2 separate regions of the Zea mays genome follow, and region 1 is linked to region 2. Evidence: chromatin contacts called from public Hi-C data. All regions are on one chromosome and are shown on one strand. The core of a region is the stretch at or near the end of the contact, and the rest is flanking DNA. Distances in the headings are between cores, read along the strand shown. Region 1 holds the start of LOC100281980 (40S ribosomal protein S30). Region 2 holds the start of LOC100281145.

Region 1 (5,870 bases), core at 1,950-4,449, 900 kb before region 2:
GCGATCCGGTGCATCCGCTACTCCTCCGACGGGCGGTTCCTGGTGTTCTCGGAGCCTGCCGACTTCGTCCATGTGTACAGTGTGGCTGCGGACTACAAGAAACGGCAGGAGATCGACTTCTTTGGTGAGGTGTCCGGGATCACGCTCAGCCCGGACGACGAGTCCCTGTTCATCGGAGTGTGCGACCGCGTCTATGCCAGCCTGTTGCAGTACAGGATGATCCGCGGATTCGACTATCTTGACTCATACGTGTGAAGAACTGAGCTTTGGTGACCGGTGTTGTGCTAGGTGCTGGCTGAAGGTTCTGATGCGCGGTTCAGGGAATATATCTGCCTGCTCTTAGTTCATGGCGAATGATGGTTCGGTGGGACTCGACGCCAGCGAATCTGCCGTGTAAATAGTTTAGAATTTGAAGCGTAGTGTAGTGCTGTGGACCAATGCTGTCTCTGAACATACATATGATCAGAGTAATGTGTGTTTGCGCTGTTAGTTTCAGACTCCGGAATACAAATAGTTTTGGACCAAATTCCTAAAGCCTGTTTGTACTGTGGAACACATGAAAGGGCTAGTTTGTATTCACTTCGATATATGTGTTGTTATTATTGAGTTCCCTGGACAGTGTTTCAAATTTAAACATCGTATTTTTAGATGCATAATAAAAACATGTATGCAGATATAACATGTATATTTGTTATATATATATATATATAGAGAGAGAGAGAGAGAGAGAGAGAGTATATGATGCTACCTTTTCTTTTAAATTATAAGTTTTCTAAAAGCATGAATATATATACCATGTAGAAAAGTAAAAGTTATGTAAGCGGAACCGTTTATATTTTCTGACTCACCCCCACCCACACACAACAACAACGAACCCTGCACCTTTGCCATTTTCAGGGGGTTTGTTCCGCTTTGTTCTAAAAGCAAGGATCAGATGCCGGCAGCTTCGCACTCAAATGAAGAAGTAGGCGAGAGCCGTTCGTTTCCAACGTCGGTCGTGGCCTCTGGTTCTGGCTGGCCTGGGTCCGACGGCTGTATCAGTCTGACAGTACGAGCCCAGGATATATTGCTACTTCCACCGGGAACCCGAGGTGAAAATCGGTTCTCATCCCGCTCCCCGGGCTCAGGAAGTGGATCTTCGGTGGTGGCGCCGGAAATACACTGGTACACTCAGGGTTTACAGACAGAGCAGCCGCTCGCTAGTCGTAATCTCTTATAGACGCTGAGGACAACTATTAAGCCTCCTCCGTCCGAATCAGTCTGCAGGGGCACGGTTTCCGTCTGCATGGCCGTCAGTGCTGTAGCCGCCACTCCTATCTCCGGTGAGCTCTCTCCTTCTCTCTTCTTCCTCTCCAATGGCATCATGATGGACAGCTCGTCGAGGCAGGCCGTGGCGAAGGGGTGCGACAGCACGCTGCGGCGCGTGTCGAGCACCTTGTTGAAATGGCGCACGGCCTCGCCGGGGAGGCCGGCGTCCAGCGCCGCCACCGCGGCGGCGGCGGAGGAGCTTCACGTGCGGCAGCAGCTGCGACACGGACTCCGCCCTTGTATTGGCGGGCGCCAGCAGGTTCGACGGGGGCAAGAAGCGGCGGTTGGGCATGTGGTGGCGGAGCGAGTGGAGGTCCCCGCCGGGGCAGAACTCCGTGACGACGCAGGAGAAGTGCGGCGCAGCGTCGAAGTCGGCGAAGAGCGTGGGCAGGACTTTTATTTAGATTTCGGTTCCGAGCTGCTGCTGCTAGTGCGTGAGCCATCGGTCGATAATTTCCGGAACAGAACACCTCTTGTGCCTGTTCGAGAAGTTCTGACGGGACTCTACTCCACGTGGCTCTTCCGTGCCCATAAAATTAGTGGAGTCTAGATTCGATCTGGACACCGCGTTGAATCGGTGGTGGATGTAATGAAAGAAGGCCGCCCAATGCCGCGTGAGCTGAACGGAGCCAGACGAGCAGGATGAGGAGGACGAGGCGGTGGTGGCGTCGTCGGCCGAGCACGACTTGGCGCAGTAGCTGGGGATGTAGTCGCAGAGCATGTCGGCGACGTCACGGTTGCGCGAGGAGAGCCCGCGCCCGGAGCTCCAGCGCCGCGCGAGTAGCTGACTCGTACGACGCCGCGCGAGCAGCTGTCGTAGCTGCAGCAGAAGCTCATTCGGCGACCATCATACACAAGCAGCCGCTCCTCCTTTGCCTGGAAGAATGCTCGGAGTGGTACAAGGTTCGGATGGCGCAGTCGGCCAACAACATCCATGTTCTGCTCGAACGCCTCTGCTTCCCGTGCTGCTGGGCCAATCTCGGCGGCGTCCAGCCTCTTCATCGCAATCATGGCGTAGACAAGAAGCGCGGCGAGGACAGACCCGGCAGCGACCGCGACGGCCAATTTGGTCATCCTCCGCCTCGCTCTCTTCGCATTTGGCACGGACGAATCCGGCACGCTCAGGTTCTCCTGCTGCGGCCCGCTGTCGCTAGCAGCAGCGTCTGCACAGGGGGAGTGGCGGTACCGTTCGCGCCGCCCCCGTGGAAGAAGAGGAGGTGGGAGCCGCGGCGGACCACTTCGTCGCAAAGGTTGGCGTCGAGACGGAGGAGGGTGAGGTGCAGGAAGGCGGCCTCGAGCGGAGAATCGAGAAGGTGTTGTTTGACTGCGTCCTCTTCTTCGTCCGGCTGGAAGGGGTGCTCGGTGTCGGCGTCGGCGGGGCAGGGCGGTAGCGGTGGAACTGCGACCCGAGCAGTAACGGCGCTGAAGACGGGAACGGTGGCTGCCCTGACTGATCCTCACGGTGGAGGATTAATCACTGTCGAACGCGTCTAAGAGAGAGCTCAAGTCCATATCGGCGTATGTGCGTTGTGTGAATCTCTAAATCATCCAAGACCTCGTCTACGCCTCTATTTCGTTGAAGCCGAACTTGTCGCGTTTTACAATGGCAAAAGTCTCCGCCAAACATGGTTTCCGTGGCCTCTGTTCTCCATCGTTTTCTTTCATTAATCCGTGAATCTCAATTCTCACTCGTGATCCACCGAGAGCGAGAGCGTTGTAAAGATAGGTTGGAACGGTAACATGAGGCCAGTGTGACAAAGCCCGTCAATCTTGTCCCCCACGGGCCACGACAGACCCTTCCTGAAGCCCAATCGGCCCGCACGCAAAAAACCCTCACGCGTATTAAGCCATCCCCCTCACCACCTAGGGTTTCCTTTTACAGCCGCCGCCGACGCCGCCGCCGACACCGACGCATCTCTCAGCCTCCCCGCACTCGCTTCCGTCGCCGCAGCCGCCACTTCGCAGCCATGGGTAACCCACCGCCAGCTCTCATTCTTCCTCACCTTTCGCTGCTCCCTCCTGTACTCACGCGCTGATCAAGGTGAGTCGCGTCCCGTGTCTATGCGCAGGTAAGGTGCACGGATCGCTGGCCCGCGCCGGGAAGGTCCGCGGGCAGACGCCCAAGGTGGCGAAGCAGGACAAGAAGAAGAAGCCCCGCGGCCGCGCGTACAAGAGGATGCAGTACAACCGCCGCTTCGTCACCGCCGTCGTCGGCTTCGGCAAGAAGCGCGGGCCCAACTCGTCCGAGAAGTAGGCGCGACGCCGTTGGGCTCGCATGCCTATGCCTATGCTCTTGCTCTTCCTGGTAGTAGTTTTCGTTGTGCAAGCAGAAGAAGATCTTTTTTTGTTGTTGTTCCAGTCTCAGTTTCGTGCGGTGAGATGAGAGCTTGAGATTATATGTCAACCTCCTTATTAATCGAGGATGAATTTTTGAGATATGATGATACGTGGCAATGACTTCTTGCCCCTTTTTGCATTCTTTGTGAAATGTTATGCAAATAGGTGGGTTAAATCATTCGTCGATTGGCTACATGACATTGACTAGATTTGCCTAATTTGTTTGTTTGGTTCGGCGTTCCTCGCTTGATTAAGGAACCTGCTGTTTTTTCACTCGTTATTGCTGGCATTATGGTCCAGTTATAAATTTGAATGGTTAGCCCACTTTGAAACCAGCTTGCTGATAAGATCTGTACTAGGTTCGGGTAGTTTGTGGGAGCGGAGCCGAGCCTGCTATTTGATTGAAGGTGCTTGTTCTATCCTTGTTTTGACACTGTAGAATGATAATTTGCGGTGTGAACGATAATTGGAAATGTAAGCCTTGTGTAAAGTGAGGTTCAAGCTTTGCTCAATCCCGATTCTCGAAGACGATTTGAGTCTCCAAACGATCTGTATTCCATTCCCCTGCCTCCAATCGTACCTTGGTTTGTAACCTGGTAGGGTTCCATTTTCTTGCGAGTCTCCCATGTTTGTTAGTGCAGCATTGCGAACAGCGGCTGTTGTGTTTTTGCAACCGAGTATGTGATTTTGAATTGAGGAACCTGTACATTTTTTATATTTCAATTTTTTGACAGCAAATCTGTTTCGGAAAGCTGAACTAAACACACGAAACACCAGTTTTCCTGATTTCCACAATCCTCTCTTTTGCAAAAAAAAAAAAAAAAAAATCTTCATACTTTTTTTTTATCTAACTTGCGGTCTATTGTTGTCGTGCGCCGTTAAGTGGTCTCTAGATAGAATGTGAGAAAACAGTCAGTCAAGTCTAATATCATACGGCGCTTCTCAATAGTACCGAGGACAAGTTGTTGAATTAGCTATAAAAAAAAGGATATGTCTCATTTTTAATATATCTTTCTCGAACTTTTGCTTAAGATAAAGTAACCTCTACAGTTTAGTATTGTTCATATGTCTCCTATAATTTTAAATTTATTTTTATGTAAATGCTCCACTTCAATTTTAAATTTTTTTTGGATTTAGAGATTAGGGTTTAGGGAGAGTCTATCACACTGCTGAACCATCTCTGATGATGGCGGTTGCTGCTCCTCTATTGCCTTCCTATTCTGAAACTGCAGCATCGATATTGATCTGCCAATCCTGGGCGCTTCAAGTTTTTTTTTTAGAAAAAAAAAACTGGGCGTTTCAGCTGCTGTGTGCGGATGCGCGCAATTGAGATTGCTGTCAGCTTTGACATGGTCCGATGGCCGTGCTGGGCCGAAGAGCGTGGCTGCTAGTGTATTGGGCCTGGCTGTCGTTCCTTCCGAATTCTGGTAGAGGCTCCCTTTTGTGCTTATAAATATATGATGGGCCGAGGCCTCAAAAAAGAAATGTAATCTGGCTGGAACGGCCTGGAATATCTGGATCCAGTGGAAACACCACCGACTACGGGCTTCGTCGAACGGAGGTGGGCCAGCACAGTAGAGCAGATTGTCCGGTGGCCCCGTGCTTGAAACCGGCTGCGGGCATACGGCATGTCCGGGCCGCACCGCACCGCACCGCAGACACGATCTCGGGAGACCATCTGCCTGCCCCCGTTGGGAGGACAGGCGCCCGTGCCCGCCCATGCCTCCGACCGCCAGCGCAGGCAGGAGCGGCGCGGCGCGGCGGAGCCAAGCGGAAGCGGGAGCGGGGGCGGTGGTCTGTCTCGCCTCTCGCGCGCTGCCGGTGCCGGTGGGATCCGACCGCGCAAGCGTCCAAGATTGGGTGCACGGGCGGGGCGGGTCAGCGTCGGCCTGCTCCCCCACCCACCCCACCCAGATGATCCCCTGCTCCACGCGCGTCTTCTCGTCCATCTCCCCCGCTGACCTGCTGCCTCCCCTCGCGCCGGACGCGGACGAAATCCCCGTTCTGCTGCCGGATCACGTTGCCGGGGAGAGCCCTTGGATGATTGCGCGCCGTGCCCAGCTTCACCGGCGCGGGTCATCGCGCGGCCATCTCGTGTGCGTGGATGTGGACCTGGCGCTCGTACTCCACGCGTGGTCATGGTTGAGCTGCCTCCTGGTCGCAAGGCAGGGGCCGCCGCAGCGCTATGTGACCAAAACGTGGCCCAGGGCTGTACTTCGAAGCTC
Region 2 (5,632 bases), core at 2,243-4,742:
ATCTTCAAGATGCAAGGGCTCGTTTAATCATTCCCATGTCAAAATGTGAAAGGGTCTCTAGCGTAATGGTTAAGGCATTCGGGTAGCATCTCCATGTCCCGAGTTCGATCCTTCTTGGGGGCGAATTTCGGGCTTGGTTAAAAAAATCCTCTCGTTGTGTCCCGCCCGCTCTCGGGGATCGATATCCTGCGCGCCACCCTCCGGTTGGGCCGTTGCAGAGTGAGCAGTTGATCGGCCCGTTAGTGATGGGGAGCCAGGGTTCGGGGGTTTTCTCGGCCGGAACCATGTTTCGGTCTTTTCTTAATATAATACCAGGAGGGCGGTCTTTCCCTCCCGGCCGAGTTTTTTTATGTTTCTATTCAGAGATATATGTGCTACCATTTTTTGCCTGGACAGAAGCTCTTGCGTTTTCTGGTGCTTTATTTCTGCCCACCAGGTCTTCATCTCAGTTTTGTCCTCTATCACACAGTGCGTCACTGCAGAGTTATGCACACGATGATATATCAGTAGGTTCATGGATGATGGGACTGAATGCAACTTACGTGGATGATGACCGGTTGTGCTGCAGCAGTTCCAGACAAGGTACAGCTTCTTCTCAATTGAAACAAATATATCCGCTCCCGGCAGTTCCAAAGAAACTTCTTTTGGGGTGCTAAGACATGTTTTTTTAACCATCGTTTCCAGAGAAAATCTGTTCCAATGCTTGAGCGGAAGGCGTGGCTGCTGGCCTGTTGCTGTACATCCTGATGAAGATTTTGCACACCTGTCATTTTGTATACACTGCTTTCGTGAACCGGAAAAGGCTACTATCCAGATAGAAACGGCTTGCACCAAAATTTAGGAACTTCCATCAAAAAGAAAAAAAAAGAACAATTTTTTCCATCCATGAGTATTGTTGGAACTAATATTGGGTCTGTTTGTTTCGGCTTCTGGCAGCTTCTGGCCACCAAAAGCTGCTACAGACTGTCAACCGCTCAGCTTTTCAGCCAGCTTCTATAAAATTCGTTAGGGCAAAAACCATACAAAATCAACATAAACACATAATCGGTTGAGTCGTTATAATAGTAGGAATCCGTCACTTTTTAGATCCTGAGCTCTATGAACAATTTTATCTTCCTCCATACGTAATCGTAATGATACTCAGATTCTCCCCACAGCTAGATTCTTTTCACAACCAGATTTTCAGAAAAAGCTGGTCAGAAAAAAGCTAAACCAAACAGGTCCAATTGATTGACGCTTCGCGCTGGATACCATGCATATATCGTGCGTATAGTCACGCAAAATACATAGCAGATAGAATGGTTAAGCAAAAAAGGGTCGATATTTTTTAGGTCAGTTAGGGTATACGTACAACTCCACCGAACCTTCTCGTCATTGTATTCAAAAGCAGTTGAAGGATCGGTGGTCAACAAACAACTATAAGTCCACCCTCTTTGAATGACATGTACAAGCGATTGTCTCTGGCCTGGCCGAGCGGATTAGATGATGCTATGCTCCTTGAAGGAGTAAAGGAGAGTTTCTGAAATAGGTATGGCGAAACATACTTCCAAGTTGGAGCATATGGCGTGTTATTCGCCCAATTGGTACGTGCAACATGTGGATGATGACTTCAACGATGACAGTAAACAATTTTATCTCAACATGGACAACGATTATAGCTCCGCATTGTCGCACAATGTCAAATCTACATGTCATATTGGTCAGATATAGCAATAGCACAATATAAAGGGAAAGGACTAGCAACGAGTAGCAATGAGTCCCTTATTATAGAGAAAAGTATGATGAGCAAGCTCTATAATGACAACCAGAAAGCTCTATAAAGACAACCAGAGGTCAACTCAATCAAAATTGTATGAATACTTCATAAAATTGTTGGATCAGTACACCACCGATATAGATAATAACATAAAATGGGGACACAAGTTGACCGTAAAAAAATTATCAAGCAATTAAACTAGATGAAGTAGAAACGCGGAAGAGGCGGAGGAGGAGGATAACAATGAGCATTACCGTATCTTTTTTAGTAACTATATAAACTCTTTAAATTTTTTATTTATTTTGTTTGAGTTATGTATTTTTTTAAAAAAAATCGTGATCGGATGATTTTTTTTTTCAAATAAATATTGTGTTTCATTTCAAATATTAGTTCATAAAAAAGTTGATGTGACACTATGATACCTGTACACTGACAATAAAGACACTATTTACTGGAACGCGTTATGATTGATAGGGTTGAAAACGGTTGTAGTTTAGTGACTTTAGTCGATAGTCAAGGTGACCGAGACCGACGGTAATAAAGACCGAATTCATTGGACCCCGACTTGCTAGCCCAAAGTGTTGCAGAAGCAGCACGGTCGATGGCGCATGCGTCAGGGCCAGGGACAGATGATGAATCGACATATCAGGCACCTGCACTTGCAGGATGGCGCCTGCAACGGATCGGGACATCCGGAGTTCCGGTCATATGGTAGTTGGCTGCAGGATGGCGCGCGTTTAACCGACCCTGGAACTGTAGTTGTTTGTCCCTGTTGGGACTTGCATTGGGAGATGATATCACGCACGGTAAGGTCAAGTTGCTAGGCCAATCGATGTGCTATCGGCATGGAGCGACCTGACGAAGATCGAAGAGGACAGCCGGCCGGGCACCCCAGGAGAGGGGCCGGACAGCACGCGCCACTCCGGACTCCATCCGGAGCTAGCTATCTCCATCTCCAGCTCAGTAAATATTGATGTACATAATATAAAACAATGTTTTATACGGCTATATATATACATGAGCACATACCTTGACCTATCCCTATGTGTCAATGGAGAATTTTCTATTAGATTTAGACACCTCGTCTACATTCACACATGAAGCTATATTTATCCTTGTTTTCATCTCCATGCCTATTACGGTGTAAAATTTATCTCGTATTCATTCTCGTCCGAGGCTCCATTCCCGACAATAAAAGTACGACCACATTATATTTTATATAACATTAACAGCCACGTGACATTCAACAACAATACATTACAAATAAGTACTCGTTTGTTTTTACGGCAAGGAACGAAATTGTTTCTGGATCCTGTTATCCGAACGTGGACATGTTCTTGCGCAACTAACGTTTGGTTAAGTAGAAATTCTCGGATAAATTTTATCTGCTATATATAGATCCAAACACCATTTGTGTTTTAGATGACGTGCTGCAAGAAAAAGAAAATCTTAATTATCAACTTTTGTTGTATTTTATTGGTTAACGTGCATAAATTAACCAGATTCTAAAAAATCACGGGTTCCCAAACGTTTAGCCTGCTAGGGATGGGAAGAACGCGAGTCCGTCCATACTTGCACGTCATCTCATCTCTGTGCACATGCGATCGACGAACACGGCGGTGCTCCGGGCCACACGCGTCGAAACGATCGCTGGCTAGCTAGCAGCTAGGAGTAGACGGATCGGAGACGAGCACTCTATATACCGTACTAGCCAGAGCGCCACTCATTGTGCTATCGTCGGTTCGTCGGGCGTAGCGGCAGCGATGATATTTTAGTCGTACTCGTACAGAAGCCACAGCCCTCTGCTAGCTAGCTAGCTCCTGCTAGAATGGAAAGTGCAGGAGGGGAAGCTCGGCCGGTGCTGCCGCCGCCGCCGCCGCCGGTGCAAGAGCTCGCCGGCGCAGCGAACGACGTGCCAGCTCGGTACGTCGCGCGCGCAGGCAACGAGCCCAAGGTCACGGTAACCGCGCCGGTCCCGGTCATCGACCTCGCCCGGCTGTGCCAGCCGGGCGGCGGCGCCGACGAGGCCTCGAAGCTCCGGCTGGCGCTCGAGTCCTGGGGTCTCTTCCTGGTACGTACGTGCTTTAACGCATACGCACGAACACACCGTGTATCTATCATGCTACAGAGCACTCTACTATATACCGTAGATCTGGACTGGAGCACGTACGTAATGGATGTCGAGTACTATATACCGTAGATCTGGACTGGAGCACGTACGTAATGGATGTCGAGCATGCAGGTGACCAACCACGGCATCGAGGCCACTCTCATGGACGCCATGATGGACGCGTCGAGGGAGTTCTTCAGGCAGCCGCTCCAGGAGAAGCAGAAGCACAGCAACATGATCGACGGCAAGCACTTCCAGCTCCAAGGGTACGGGAACGACCGGGTGGCGTCGGAGGACCAGGTCCTGGACTGGTGCGACCGCCTTTACCTCTTGGTGGAGCCTCAGGAGGACAGGAGCCTTGACCTATGGCCCGCATGTCTAAGGTGTGATCTTCCCATGATGTTGATCGATTAATTACTCCAATATAATTCTACTAGCTACTTGGTGAAGGACTGTCTGCCACATGCATGTCTAATATAATTCTATATATGCAGGGACGTTCTGCACGATTTCACCACAGAGTGCACGAGAGTGAAGGACTGCCTGCTTCGAGAAATGGCGAAGGCGCTAGATGAGCTCGGCGACGACGACGACTACTTCATCGACCAGTTCGGCGACAGGGCCGACACCCATGCCAGGTTCAGCTACTACCCTCCGTGCGCGCGGCCGGACCTCGTCTTCGGCCTGAGGCCTCACTCCGACGGCACGTTCCTCTCGCTTCTCATGCTAGACGACAGCGTCGGCGGGCTTCAGGTTTTCCGGGACGGAGCCTGGTACGACGTGCGCACCAGACCTCACACCCTGCTCGTCAATCTAGGAGACCAAATAGAGGTAAATTCATTTATTAACGAACTATCATTACAATCTTTGTTATGATTGCAAATGGGAGATTAAAGTTTGGCTAATTTAATCTGGTCATGCTTATTATATATGAATAAATGCTGAAATGCAAGACAGATAACTGTTGTGTTTTTTCTTTTCCTTTTACACAGATAATAAGCAATGGGATCTTCAAGAGCCCAGTGCACCGGGTTGTAACAAACGCGGAGAAAGAGAGGCTATCAGTGGTTCTGTTCTATTCTATAGATCCTGAGAGAGAAATCCGGCCCGCTGACAAACTGATAGACGAGAACCATCCAGCACTATACAAGAAGGTGAAAGTCAAAGAATATACTGCTGGACTCTACGAACATTTCTCTCGAGGGAAATTGGTTAAAGAGACTGCAAAGATATAGCTTGTTCGCTTTGGATTAAATCCATGGACTAATCCTTAGAGACAAAAACACTGTATAAGTAGTAAAAGTCGGTACGAATTAAAGCTCAAGCTAGTCGTATCTATGTAATGAATAAGGGTGAAACCTTTGCGATCCTAGATAATAAATGAAATTAATTTTTAATAAAATAAAGTGTATATAGTTCGTTGCAGCTTATCTCGGCTTCATTGGCGTGTCCTGGTCAGAAGCCATGACTATAGATGCTAAAGTGTATATTCAATGGTACCGGTACTTCAACAACAAGGTTAAGACTATCTCGAGCAGCTTACCTAACTTTATACCTATATTTAAACCTTACTCTGCAAATAGTACAGTCTACTGTACAAAACAGTGTTTTTAGGTAAACTATAGATAGCACATAGCTCGCTGCAAACGACCTAACACCCACGCCAGGTTCAACTCTACCATCCATGCTCGAGGTTGTTCTTGTCTTCGGTATGAAGACTCACTCTAGCAGCACATTCATTTCGCTTCTCATGGTAGACAACAGTG

Evidence for each region. Hi-C and Micro-C count contacts between places; a contact is called where the count stands out from the background.
Region 1: a Hi-C map of ear shows a contact between it and region 2, with 1.6 times the contacts expected there. The contact joins the promoter of LOC100281980 here to the promoter of LOC100281145 in region 2. A contact is called at or near these places in 2 of 25 Hi-C or Micro-C datasets (ear and leaf).

Annotation. Positions count from the first base shown.
Region 1 is chr9:17,007,542-17,013,411 of Zm-B73-REFERENCE-NAM-5.0, reverse strand. It overlaps LOC100281980 (40S ribosomal protein S30), which reads left to right and starts at 3,199. Exons shown (of 2, transcript NM_001245894.2): 1 at 3,199-3,279; 2 at 3,378-3,899. The coding sequence starts at 3,276. The coding sequence ends at 3,562. LOC100191443 reads left to right here. Exons shown (of 10, transcript NM_001136876.1): 10 at 1-680. The coding sequence ends at 255. It also overlaps the pseudogene LOC100279382.
Region 2 is chr9:16,107,141-16,112,772 of Zm-B73-REFERENCE-NAM-5.0, reverse strand. It overlaps LOC100281145, which reads left to right and starts at 3,492. Exons shown (of 4, transcript NM_001196990.1): 1 at 3,492-3,827; 2 at 3,999-4,249; 3 at 4,361-4,697; 4 at 4,859-5,261. The coding sequence starts at 3,585. The coding sequence ends at 5,101. It overlaps LOC100283552, which reads left to right. Exons shown (of 12, transcript NM_001156452.2): 11 at 470-582; 12 at 685-884. The coding sequence ends at 707.